2 separate regions of the Anas platyrhynchos genome follow, and region 1 is linked to region 2. A link is a contact called in public Hi-C data. All regions are on one chromosome and are shown on one strand. Each heading gives the region's core, a stretch centred on a gene start, on an enhancer-like site or on the middle of the called end of the contact. The rest is flanking DNA. Distances are from core to core; before and after follow the strand shown.

Evidence for each region. A called contact is a pair of places that touch in the nucleus more often than the background predicts.
Region 1: a contact with region 2 is called in a Hi-C map of F1 follicle, with 4 times the contacts expected there. The contact joins the promoter of GSDME here to the promoter of CYCS in region 2. A contact is called at or near these places in 2 of 8 Hi-C or Micro-C datasets (F1 follicle and subcutaneous adipose tissue).

Annotation. Positions count from the first base shown.
Region 1 is chr2:125,547,885-125,553,796 of IASCAAS_PekinDuck_T2T, forward strand. It overlaps GSDME (gasdermin E), which reads left to right and starts at 1,727. Exons shown (of 11, transcript XM_038174282.2): 1 at 1,727-1,869; 2 at 2,493-3,003.
Region 2 is chr2:125,408,121-125,414,241 of IASCAAS_PekinDuck_T2T, forward strand. CYCS (cytochrome c, somatic) reads left to right here and starts at 3,412. Exons shown (of 3, transcript XM_027447873.3): 1 at 3,412-3,570; 2 at 3,903-4,079; 3 at 4,243-4,664. The coding sequence starts at 3,911. The coding sequence ends at 4,391. LOC106018530 (a long non-coding RNA gene) reads right to left here and starts at 3,301. Exons shown (of 2, transcript XR_001192679.5): 1 at 2,938-3,301; 2 at 2,367-2,841.

The DNA.
Region 1 (5,912 bases), core at 477-2,976, 140 kb after region 2:
TAGGAGTTTCTCGGCGTTTGCCGTTGCTGTTATTTGCAAAGTTGTTTGACCAATGAAAAGTTGTTTTGAAAAGAACTGCTGTGGGGAGAAGGGTATAAGAGGGGAGCCTGCCCTCAAGATAAAAAAAGGCACCACCGGAGCTGAGAAGAAGCTCGAGCTGAGAGAAGCGGAGCCGTGCACACAGCTGCCCCTCGCTGGTAAGCAGCTGCGCATTATGGGGAATCATACGTCCTTAGGAACAAAGACTGTCCTGGTAACCTTACAGCTTATTCTCCTTATTAACAGTCGGACAGTTTATGAGCCTGAAACATGGGACCAAACTGAGGTCAAGGTGTGGGACTCCGCAACTAAAAACGACAAGGTTGCAGTGGGATTGCTCGGCACCTGGCGAGCAGTCTCTAAGGCCTTAAAGAGCCCTGTGGTGCCACAGTCAGACACGTGTGGTTTGCCTGATAGTGAGGGAGCTGCGGGCTCCTTTACTGATCCGACTGCTACGCCATCGGCCCCCCCTAACGCTACAGCGATCGCAGGCTTTTGCTGTTCCGCCCCCTGCTGACCTGGACGTGCCTTTTGACCCAGGCCGTGAAAAGGATACTGATATGTTTTTCTTCGATTCGGGAAGAACGGGATACATAAGGCCCAAAGACCGAGTTTCTTGACAACTTAAAGCAAGACATATTGTTCAAAACGAATGGAAAATGGATACTGTTAAGTCATGGAACTTAAAGGATTGTTTGTTACCTTTTATGATTGTATAGGCAACTCGGGTTCAGTATGTAAAAGCAATGTTTTGTATATTTAGGATGTTTGATGTTCGTGTGTGCATGTTGGTGGAGCGTAGACTTCTCGCACACTCAGCACTGTTTACTTGCCTTTTATACCTTTTATAAATATTCTTTTATAAATATTACTAAATTCAGATTGAGTTGAGACTTCATTTATAACACAGGTGATGTGTATTATTCATTTTTTAAGTTATGGCTGTGAAGTTCTTGTGTAATTTTTCTGTCCCACTTTACTTACTTAACTAAGATAGCCAAATCTTGCCTGTTTCCAAAGGCAGTTTGTCACACAGGCAAAACTTTCTGGTTTTCTCCTGCACGTTCTACAAGAGGATCTTCTAAAGCAAAAGGACCTTCTAATGCAGAAGTGATGCACTTCATGTTTTGGCTCCACAGATTCACATCTGTGTGGCAGACAGATCGCAGTGCAGACTACACTCGCATGTATTTCTCTAATATTACATTCTCCCTGCTGACTTCCCAGTTAGTCATGAAACTACTGTGTGCTGCAAGTTTTGGCTGTGCAGTATACCTGAAGAGCATTTTCACGAAGACTGAGGGTTCAAGGCATGTGTTCAATTCTGAATGTGTCCCATTTGCAGCCAGTTTTGATATCAGCCTTTGAAACTTTTAGGTTAGCTGCTGCCCGGCCCCAAAAGTGTCTGTTAATGCCCAGACCAGGTTCTGTCTCTTCTAATTAATGTGAAGCATCTTAAAACTATCTTATGCTGGCTTGTGTCCATCTTGAAAAGAAATTTCCTTGGTGCAGGCACCCCTTACTTGGTGCACACCAAACCACCAGTAACATCCTTAAACTGACTGGCAAGTTTCACTGTTTTCGTCTCCTCCCTCCCCAGAGAACATTTCCATGGCAATGTGGTTCAGTGCCACTTCCTGGCGTGATTTCTCAAAATCTGCTTTAGCAGGCACTTGCATTGGAAATGAATGACATGTTGCCACTCCACGGGTAAGCACGTGATTACTGAGGAAATGTGCTGCTACTAGCCACTGCAGGAGATTATGACTGGAGCTAGTGATCCTGCAACTTGGTGCTGATCCTAGAAAGAGATCTCCTGAGGACTTGAAGGTACTTTTTCTCATGATGAGGCTCTAAGAGTGGGTTTATTTTTATTTCTATTAGCCCATAGAAGCCGAAGAAGAAAAATCTATTTATCATTGATTTACTGAGGGCGTCACTTAGGAGAAACAGAAAGGGATGACAGACTAATATCTGCTAAAATTAACTGGAAGTTTTGGATGATTTATGTAGTTATCAGAATGGATAACTACTTGTACAATATACATTCACTGTTACCTCTCGCTTAGGACTGTTAATTTAAGGGCATCCAGCTTTCAACTTTTCTTCCGTAGGCCAGGCTTTACTCCATTAAGATATGGTGATTCAACATGTGTGACTATCCCCCCTAGTCCCAAATGCTCTCTCTTTGACCTAAAAGCGAAGGACCTGGCTTGTGGCACGGTTCACTTGAAAAATATTTCCTTAATGCTCAGTAAATATCTTGAAGAACTACTCCTTATGTTTCCATCAATTTCTTCCTGGGTCAGTCCTATCATAAGCACCCAAGTTCTATTATTCTGGTGTTGCCTTGCTTTCAGAGAGGTGAGCTATAGTCACAGAGCTCACTGTATTACACTACACTTCATAAACCTGTCTACCACACTCCATTGACCGCATTTCTCATTTTGCAGTGCTGTTCAAGGCCTGAACCAGACTGAGAAGAAGAAAACTTGTCTTGGGAACTCCCATTTGGACTGGGGCTTTGACTGGACTCCAGCCATGCCTACAGCATTGACCTCAACGTTGCAAATCTGCAGCCGCACACGGCAGGGGCATTGCCTCCAGCAGATTTCATATACAAGCTGCTGATCCTCTGACTGTCAATGATCCCAGTCAGGTTTGAGAGGACATCTCAGGAATTTTGTATGTAATTATGTCATAAAATGCCATCATCTGGCAGTTCTCAGGGAAAAGCTGCCTTTGTTATGTGACTGGAAGTAACCCAGCAAAATGAACTGTCGCCTCCTGTGGCTGAGCTGACAGGAAAATCCAACCAAATCCACCTCAGCCCCTGTCAGGGGCATGCCACCACACGGGGGTCCCTGCTGCACGGACACCCCCAGCACCAGGGCTCAGCAGGCAGAGCCCACCATGACCAGCAGCCCAGACCCCAGCGCAGCTGCCCTTCAACCCCTGAGGAAGGTGAGGGGCACAGACATCCAGGAGGAAGGCGATGGAGCCAGGGACTCTGTGGAAGCCGCTTTGGGGCTTCACTGGCGAACAGCAGCCCCCTCAGGGTGCCAGACCCCGCAGCCGTGTGCTGGGCGGCGGCCGCTGAGCCATAAAATGGCGGCGGCGCTCGGTCCCGCCTCACCCCCGCGTCCCGGGGCGCGGGCACCCGGGCGGGGCTTTGCTCCCCCTCGCCTTGCCTCACCCCACCGCGGTGCCGCCCGTGCTCGCCCTTGCTTGCGGTGCCTCGGAGCTGACCAGAAGCCCCTCTGCTCCTGGTGCTGCCCCAGGCTCCCCTCGGGGCATTGCCCTCTGCGCCTCACATCGCATTGGGGCGCGGCGCGGTGCATCCCCGGGGCGCGGCGGCGGGGATCAGCGGGGCAGCCGTGAGTACCGGGGTGGGCCCAGGGAGGCGGAGGGGCTGGTGGTGCCAGCAGTGCCCCTACTGAGCCCCCTTCTCCCCGCCAGAGGGCTGGGGGAGTGGGGCAGTAGTGGGGTCCACAGCCCCATATGCGCAGGGCCACCCCTGTCAGCACCGTTGTGGCAGCCTTGGGGATAAGCCAGGGTCTGGCTTCCCTTCCGTGCCTGCCCGTGTGCCACCCGGCTGCTTTAAGGAAGGAAAAAAAAACCCAAAGCCCAAACCGCAAACCCTAGAGGTTGAATCAGTGCAAATCATGCGTGGTGCGTGAGTGTCAGAGGGGAAGCGCAGCCCTTGGGTGCCTGCTGCAGCTGCCTCAGTGCCAGGCTTGGTGAGGGCGGCACATGGCTGTGTGCCCACACGAAGCGCCTCATCCCTCAGGGCCGGCATCCCCAGGTGTGCAGCTGTGGGGTGCTGTGAGACGGGACTCCCCAAAATGGGACCTCATGGGATGGTGGCATCTGTCCCTGGGGTGAGGGCACCATGGTCCTTGTGGTTGGACATGTTAAATCCAGGGTGGGTTGTGTGGCACCAAGTCATCAGAGGCACGTGCTGGAAGATCTTCAAGGCTCGGAAGAGAGAGCTTGTGAGCTTTTGTGGCTTTTTGTTTAAATATAACTTGCCTAGAAAGCAGGCAAAAATAAGGCTTTGTAATAAAATACACGTACTGCTTGTCATCTCTTGCTGACTTCAGGAGCCGTTCAGGACAAGCTCTGACTTGGTTAGAATTCAGAGGGTGACACATGGTAAAGTTAAAGTCTGGCAGCTCTTCTGACTGCATGCCTACTGCTTGGGCCTCTTCGGTCTGTGGGAGTTGTCCTTAGCATGCCTTTACGACAAAAGGTGACCTGTTTGGTAGTCCACTCACTTCCCAGGTTGCCTGTGGACTGTGCCTGGTGTTCTGGGTAATCTTACATTGGATGGAAAAAAGGTGTTGGTTTGGGAGGTTTTATTGGTATGTTTTGTAAAGTGCATGTGTATACAGAATGTCAGAAATATTGGGCAGCTGTTCAGAACTTGCTCTTCTATGCTGAGAAAGGTAAAATCTGATTATTCATTAAATGTGTTTTCAGATTTAATGATCTACTATATCGAGTTACGGAGCTGTAATAAATGAAAGAAGCAGGGTAAGGTTTGTTTCTTTAAATAATTTGTAAAGTTGCTATAAATATCATGTAAATATCTTTACATGATCTCATCCTGTTCATTGAATAATCTGCCCATAGCCCAAGTTCAGGCTAATTTAAAATTTTTCGGTAGGCGAGGAAGCTACTCCTCCATCCTTTTCTGCTTTCACACCTAACTATCAATCTGCAAGAGTGAATTCACTCTGACAGGCTTTTCCTACCAGCTTTGATACCTTCCTTTGTAATTCTGACAAACCAAGCATGGTTCTAACAAAGCTTTTCAGAGCAAGAAACAGCAAAATGAGAGTTTTCTTAATGCTGTGTCTGTAACCACTCTGTGAGCATTTGGTCAGGATGCCCTCGATTCTGGTAGTTGCATTAACTCCCAGTACTCTGTCTTTTTGTGAACAAGTGAAACAAGATACTTGGGTGCATTTTATAATGAACATTAAAGGCACAATACCCAAAGAGATGTAATTTGGATAGAATATTATTATGGTACTGCTGCACCAGCAAATACACTCATTGCAAAGACATTGCCAATGCAGTGAAGTGTAGGAGATGTTGATATTGTCATCCTGATTGTAAAGACAATACCAGGTATCCTACCTCGTAAGTTTCTGCAGTTTTCATGTGCACTCTGTGGTCTTTCTCAGATATTCTTTTTACCCATCAAAAGCCTGGTAACTGTTTGCGAAGTCAAACCACCATGAATCAGAAAGGAGTTTTATAGAATGGTGTCATTGGTTCTTCTCATGAGATTTAGTGAGTGTGGAACAGAAAGACAAATCACAACAGCTTTTTTTTTTTTTTTTTTTTTTTCTTCTCCAATTTCTCTTCTCATAAGCTCTTTAGAATTAGGGGGCCTTTTCCATTTAAGACAGTATGCCCACGTGAGTCCATTGTGTAGAAATGGGATCAGAGTGAATGAGCAATCAATCATATAAAGCACAGAAATGCTTGAAGAAAGGGAACAGCAGCTAATGCAGGGCAAATTGTGATGATGGTCCCCTTCATTACAAATCAGTCATCTGGTTAGTTGTGAAATATAAAGTCATATAAAAGAAGTCCCCAAACCCTCAACCCTTGCTGTTTTCTTTATCTTTTTTTTTTTAATTTTATTTTTTCTCTGCTGCAGTAGAGCTACATTGCTTAGTAAAACTACATTACACTGAGATTAAAATGGGGGAAATTTATGGAGAAGAAATATAAGAATGCAAAAATCAAACTTGGTTTAGAGCCTAGGAAAAGGTAAGGGAAAAAGAAGGTCAGTGGAAATACTCCTAGGGTGTATAGCTGAGACTGTGCTGTGAGTTTGTTGCAGCCTCTGTTTATAA
Region 2 (6,121 bases), core at 2,162-4,661:
GATAACAGGCCCCTCTTCACAGAATCACAGAACTGTAGGGGTTAGAAGGGACCTCGAGAGATTATCAGGTCCAACTCCCCTGCCAAAGCAGGTTCCCTAGAGCAGGCTGCCCAGGTAGTCATCCAGATGGACCTTGAATATCTCCAGAGAAGGAGACTCCACAACCTCCCTGGGCAGCCTGTCCCAGTGCTCCATCACCGTGAAGAAGTTCTTTCGCATGTTGGTGAGGAACTGCCTGGGCTCCATTTTGTGGCTATTGCCCCTTGTCCCGTCCCCACAAACCACTGAAAAGAGGTTGGCCATATCCCTTTGTCTCCCACACTTGAGGTATTAATACACATTGGTAAGATATGTATAAATCTCTCAGTCTTCTTTTCTCAAGGCTGAACAGACCCAGGTCTCTCAGCCCTTCCTCATAGGGAAGATGCTACAGGCTCCTCCTACAGATAAATTCTTCAAAACATTTGATTCATTAAAGTAATTCAAAAATAAATTTAAAATGTGGTAGTTTGACCAATTTCTTGCCATCTATTAACAGATATTGAGGCCAGTGGATATTAGTGCTCTTGTATATTTTTGTCAGATGGAATCAGACTCTCTCAGACAATGCTCATGGACATTTATTATACCTCTTTTAGTCTAAGCTTTCCAGTAAACCCTATCAGACTATACAATAACATGAGATTACATTTGAAGTGAATTCAAAAAAGCACACCCTTTCATTTGTCTTTTAATTCAGTAGCCCTTAATTTTAAACTTATTTTCCAAAACCTAAAAAAAAATAAAAAATTAAGAAAAGCTAAACTTTTGACAAATTGCTACATCCTGAATTTCTGAAATTTAAAACTCCCTGTGAGTTAAATTAAGTAACTTTGGACTTGAATCCAGAATGTTCCCTTCCCTTCCCTTCCCTTCCCTTCCCTTCCCTTCCCTTCCCTTCCCTTCCCTTCCCTTCCCTTCCCTTCCCTTCCCTTCCCTTCCCTTCCCTTCCCTTCCCTTCCCTTCCCTTCCCTTCCCTTCCCTTCCCTCTTGAATCATCTATGTTTTTATGCTGCTTTCACTACAAGACCTGGTTTGTAAGGATTCTGGACGAGTTTTCTCATAGTAAAACAGAAACTGGTTCAGTCCTATCCTGTGTCAACTCTTGCATCTGGAGGTCATCTCCTGGTGTTTCATGCTCCATTGCAAATCACCTGACTTCATTCATTTATGTTTTGTACCCGCTACTCTTCTATACTCATCCTGACCAGACATCACTGCTGTGTTTCTTGCTTCAAACCAAAAACTGATAACAGAGCAGTTGTATTCCATGTTTCTGCCTACGTTATGTTGAGGTCTAAGACCTCATTATAATCTTAATTCACTCTACAGATAATTCCTCTGTCAGTGTATAAGCAGGTACTAGAAAAAATGCTTGAGTGAGGCAGTCCACTTGAGTTAACAATCAGAGCTCTGTGGCCATTTTAAGTTGATGAAGAGTGACTCTTTATCCTGGATCTTCTTAATCTACCCGGCTCCCCACAGGCCAGCTGTTGGGAATGACAGAGATTTCTACCTGCCCCAGTCCTGAAGATTCTACTAAATGGCTATAAAATGCAAACCCATGCTTGTAACATAAATCTGCAGCATGAAAGAGAGGACAAAGTACTTCAATATTTTCACACCTGTTAAACTCATCAGTAAATTTAACAGTCAGTAAGTCATTGCATTATAATGGTTGTGCGATTGATTCAGCGAGGAGATATGTTGGCAATTTCCCAGCTGCCCGCCCTGCTTTGTGCATTGCCTGGACTGTCTGGCCTCTCTCTGAGACAAGACGATCCAGGTCCTCTGAACAGCCTAAAATAATAATAAATCCTAACAGTACAAAGTAGCCAGTATTGTTTTCTGACCTGGTGAGATTTATGACTCACTGTACAGATCTTTCTTAAAACCAGTGCACACCACTGTGACCACGGCACAAATCGCTGATCCACCAACACTGAATGATGTCAATACAAGGAACTGGTTATAACATATTTGTCAAAGACCACACAAGACGTTTATCACAAAACTGAGAAATAAACCATACTTTCCTGAGTTCTGGCCTAGTCCTATAAGGCCTTCTTTCTTCTTTTATCTGCAGTGTACCTCTTAAGAGAACCGTTTGGCTGTTTTGCTACATTTTCTTTACTACTGAACTTCAGTGCATATTTGGTTTATCTTTTCTTCGTTCAGGACAGAATTTCATAGCAGTAATTTTGACTGCAAAAGAACCATTGTTCTAGTTTATAATGGTCTGAGGGAGTAAAAATACAAAGGCATTTCAGGTGTAACCACAGGGAATAACTGACAGATTAAAACACAAACGTTCCAGGCAAACCACATCAAAGCAAACATTTCAATTAATTTTAATACATGGGAAAGTAACTGTGCATTGAAAATGAATCAATTTAGTTTACTCATGCAATGCTAAGCCACAAAAGCCCTGACTTTGTCTTCTGCATTGCCTCTAGATATCCCACAATACATTCTGTCCTACAATATAACTTCTACAAACAATACAGTATAAAAACCTGTGAATGTTCCCTTTTGTAATATTTACACCTTCACGGAACGGTACTGCATCACAACGGCAGCATCTGGGTGGTGAGGTGTAAGGCAGATATTAGAAGAGAAGACATGAACAGTTATAAGAAGGTAACAGTTCATTTTACAGATGGATCTTTGGTATATCCACCTTCAGCGCTGAAAGCCTCCCAGGTTCAGTATCTTCCCTGAGAACATTTTGTTATTTTATATGTTTAATAAAACTGGATTCAGCCGTCTTCAATCAAGGCACAGTTTTCATAAACAGCATCCCTGAGGAAAAAAATAAAAATTGCTACAATGTCCTTCCACATGCATCACAAGGAGTGGTTGTGAAGCTCAACATGCAATGCCTAGTATGGAGCATACATTTTTAGACACCAAAACCTAGAAGAAACTAAAGGAATTAAAGATGCCTGAAGTCTGCACTCTGTGAAGAAAAGGAGACCTTTTGAATGGATGTCAGTAATTAGCACACATCAAGTCCTTAAAGAAGCTTGCATCAGTCCACATGAAGTGCTTAAAGAAGCTTAAGAATTTACACCACTGAGATTTCTTAAAGCAGCTTAAAAGGCACTTTCTGCTCTTTGTCTTTTAACGATGAAAGAGGCCAGGGGTCACGCCAGGAGTCGACCTTTGCTTCGCCTCCCGCCGTGCGCATGCGCCGGGCGCCCCCTCCCCTTCCTCCCCCCCCCCCCTTCTTTTCCCCGCGCGCCCCTTGTCGTTACGTCACAGCGCGGCGCGCGGCGCCTTCCGCAGGAAGCGCAACCTACCCCGCTAGCCTGCGGCGCCGTGACGTTGGCATTGACAGACGGGCGTTTCAACCAATCAGAAGCCAGACAGCGGAGGTCTGATTGGCTAGCGCGCCGGAGTGGGCGGGCTGCAGTTGCGGCGCGGTTTGGCTGCACCGACACCGGGTTACATAGGGCGGAGTCCGGCGTGTCCTTGGGCAGACGCCGGGCGGTGCGGGGCGGCCGGGGAGCGGCGGCGGCAGCGGGGCAGGTGCGGGGGCCGCGGCCTGCGGGGGGCCTGGGCTGAGGCCTAGCGGGCCTGGGCTCCGCTTCCCACCGCGGCGGCTGGGCCCGGCGCTGCCGTGTCCCGGCCGGACCGTTGGGGACCGTTAGTGACCGTTAGGGACCGTTATGGCCGGGGGGGGCTGGCTGCGTGTAACGGTCGCGCCCGGCGGGTGCAGCCCGGGGATGGGCCTTAGGGGCTGGGACGGGGCGCGCGGGCCGCGGGTGTGGTGCCGGGAGCCAGCGCAGGGCCCGGCGGAGCCCCCCGGAGCTGCGTGACCTTGGTGCCCGCGCTGACCTCTCGCTGTGTTCCTGCTCTAGCGCTGAAGATGGGCGACGTGGAGAAGGGCAAGAAGATCTTCGTGCAGAAGTGCTCCCAGTGCCATACGGTTGAGAAGGGGGGCAAGCACAAGACCGGCCCCAACCTACACGGCCTGTTTGGGCGCAAGACCGGGCAGGCTGAGGGCTTCTCCTACACAGATGCTAATAAGAACAAAGGTGAGCGTAAAGCTGCTTCTCTGAGCCACTGCAGACCAAAACATTCACTCCTTGATGGTAGTCTTACAAGTACTAAAGACTGCCAGAAAGCAAGGTAACATGGAGGACAAGGAAGTATGTTTCACTTTTGACAGCTCTAACCATCTTATCTTCTTTCTTCCAGGTATCACCTGGGGTGAGGATACCCTGATGGAGTACTTGGAAAATCCAAAGAAGTACATCCCAGGAACAAAGATGATTTTCGCGGGTATTAAGAAGAAGTCTGAGAGAGCAGACTTGATAGCATATCTGAAAGATGCCACTGCGAAGTAGAAGATATCTGCTGCCTTATTTATTTCACAAAGGAGATGGCAATGCAAATATCTGTGACGAGATTGGTTTTTAAATGTTCTATTTTTACATGTACCATGTCTAACCTTAAAATTGGTCTTAACCAACAGATAACGTTGCTCATGGTGGGGTGCTGGACTACACGCTTGTTTGGCAGCCACTAACTTATGGAAGCTATGTAATTGGATTGGTTCAAATGAATATAATGTTCAGTCATTCTTGATTATGGAATTAAAAACAAAAAACAAAACAATACTTCTGGCCTCTTTATTGTTTAAAAAAAAAAAAACATTGAATGAGTAATTGTTAGTAATGGAACAGGTTTAGCAGCCCAACTCTGCCAGATGAAAAAGGAGGATGGGCCTTGGCATCTTCCACCATAAGTCTGTGACGTTACTTTAAAGATTTACTTTAAAAAATATGTATATATATAAAGAGAGAAATTTCTAAATTTGATCAGTACAGGGTGTTGTGGTATATATATTAATCTGTCTAAAACTTGGGATAAGGACACAATTTCACTTTCTTACTAATTGTGAAATGGTAACTGTGCTCAGGCACTTTTATCCGGGGAAGCATGTTACTTGATTTATCTGGACTTTGACAGTTGCATGCACCAGTAGATTATAATTCCAGAAACGTCTTCATATTTTGTAAATGTTGTTGAAAGCCTGTGTTCAGTAAATCTTCAGAAAACAACCATTTGTAGTGTAATGAAAGAAAAACATGTTCTGGAAAGATAATTACTAAAGACCAAGTTGAGAGTTAATAAAAGCTTACTTCAGCAAAAGCACTAACCTAAAATCTACTGTTTAAAAGCAACTTCTGATGAACAAGTACAGGAATAAATGCACTGGTAGACTAAAAGGAAATTGTCTTCCTATGTGCCTACCTGGAGCCTATATCACTACAGAAGGGTCTGTTTCAAGTGTAAAGCAGCATTTTAACTGCATTTTCTTCAAATTAATTGAATTGTACAGATGAATGTATTTACTGTGTACAACACAAGCACAACTCAGAGTAATCAACCTGATAAATTAAAAGTATTGAAAGTTTTGTTTTCTGTATGTGTCTGACATTTAAGTGAGAAACAGTGGGGCAAAGAGGAAAGTTGGGTGTCTGGCTTTGTCATTACAAGACAAGCAAAAGCTCAGCATGAAAGGAGTAAATGCTAATGGAGCTAGTGTGAAAAGTGGTCGGTGTGGCAAGGTCAGAAAGCATTTCAAACCAGAACCAGCACAGCTAGGCTATCCTACCTGTTTTTTAACACTACTTTTGCTGCGCTTCCTAAATTGGATGGGGTAGAAAACTCAAAATAGCATGGAAGCTGTAGGTGTGCTATAGAACTGATGTTTCTGAGTTATGTCAGGTAGAACAGCATGCTTTAACGATCGAGTTCTGAAGGGCTGTTAGTCCCAGTACACTACAAGAATTAGAATAAACCACTGAGACGTTTTGTTAGTGTTACTCTGTTTAGTGACTTTTTTAAAACTGAATGCACAAGTGTTTCCTGCAAATAGGAAGGCAGACCTAGTATTAACCAACATCAGTTTCCTTCCTTGTTAGTAGAGATGCTCAAGCTGTAGTTAATTACTGTCAGATTTTTTTAGAAGCAGTGTTTATTTTGGTGCATTTATGGCTATGCAGAACTCAACAGCTTTCACCATGCCAAAGTCCTCATGGAGCAGCCCTAGGTGCAGAAGGTAACCTCA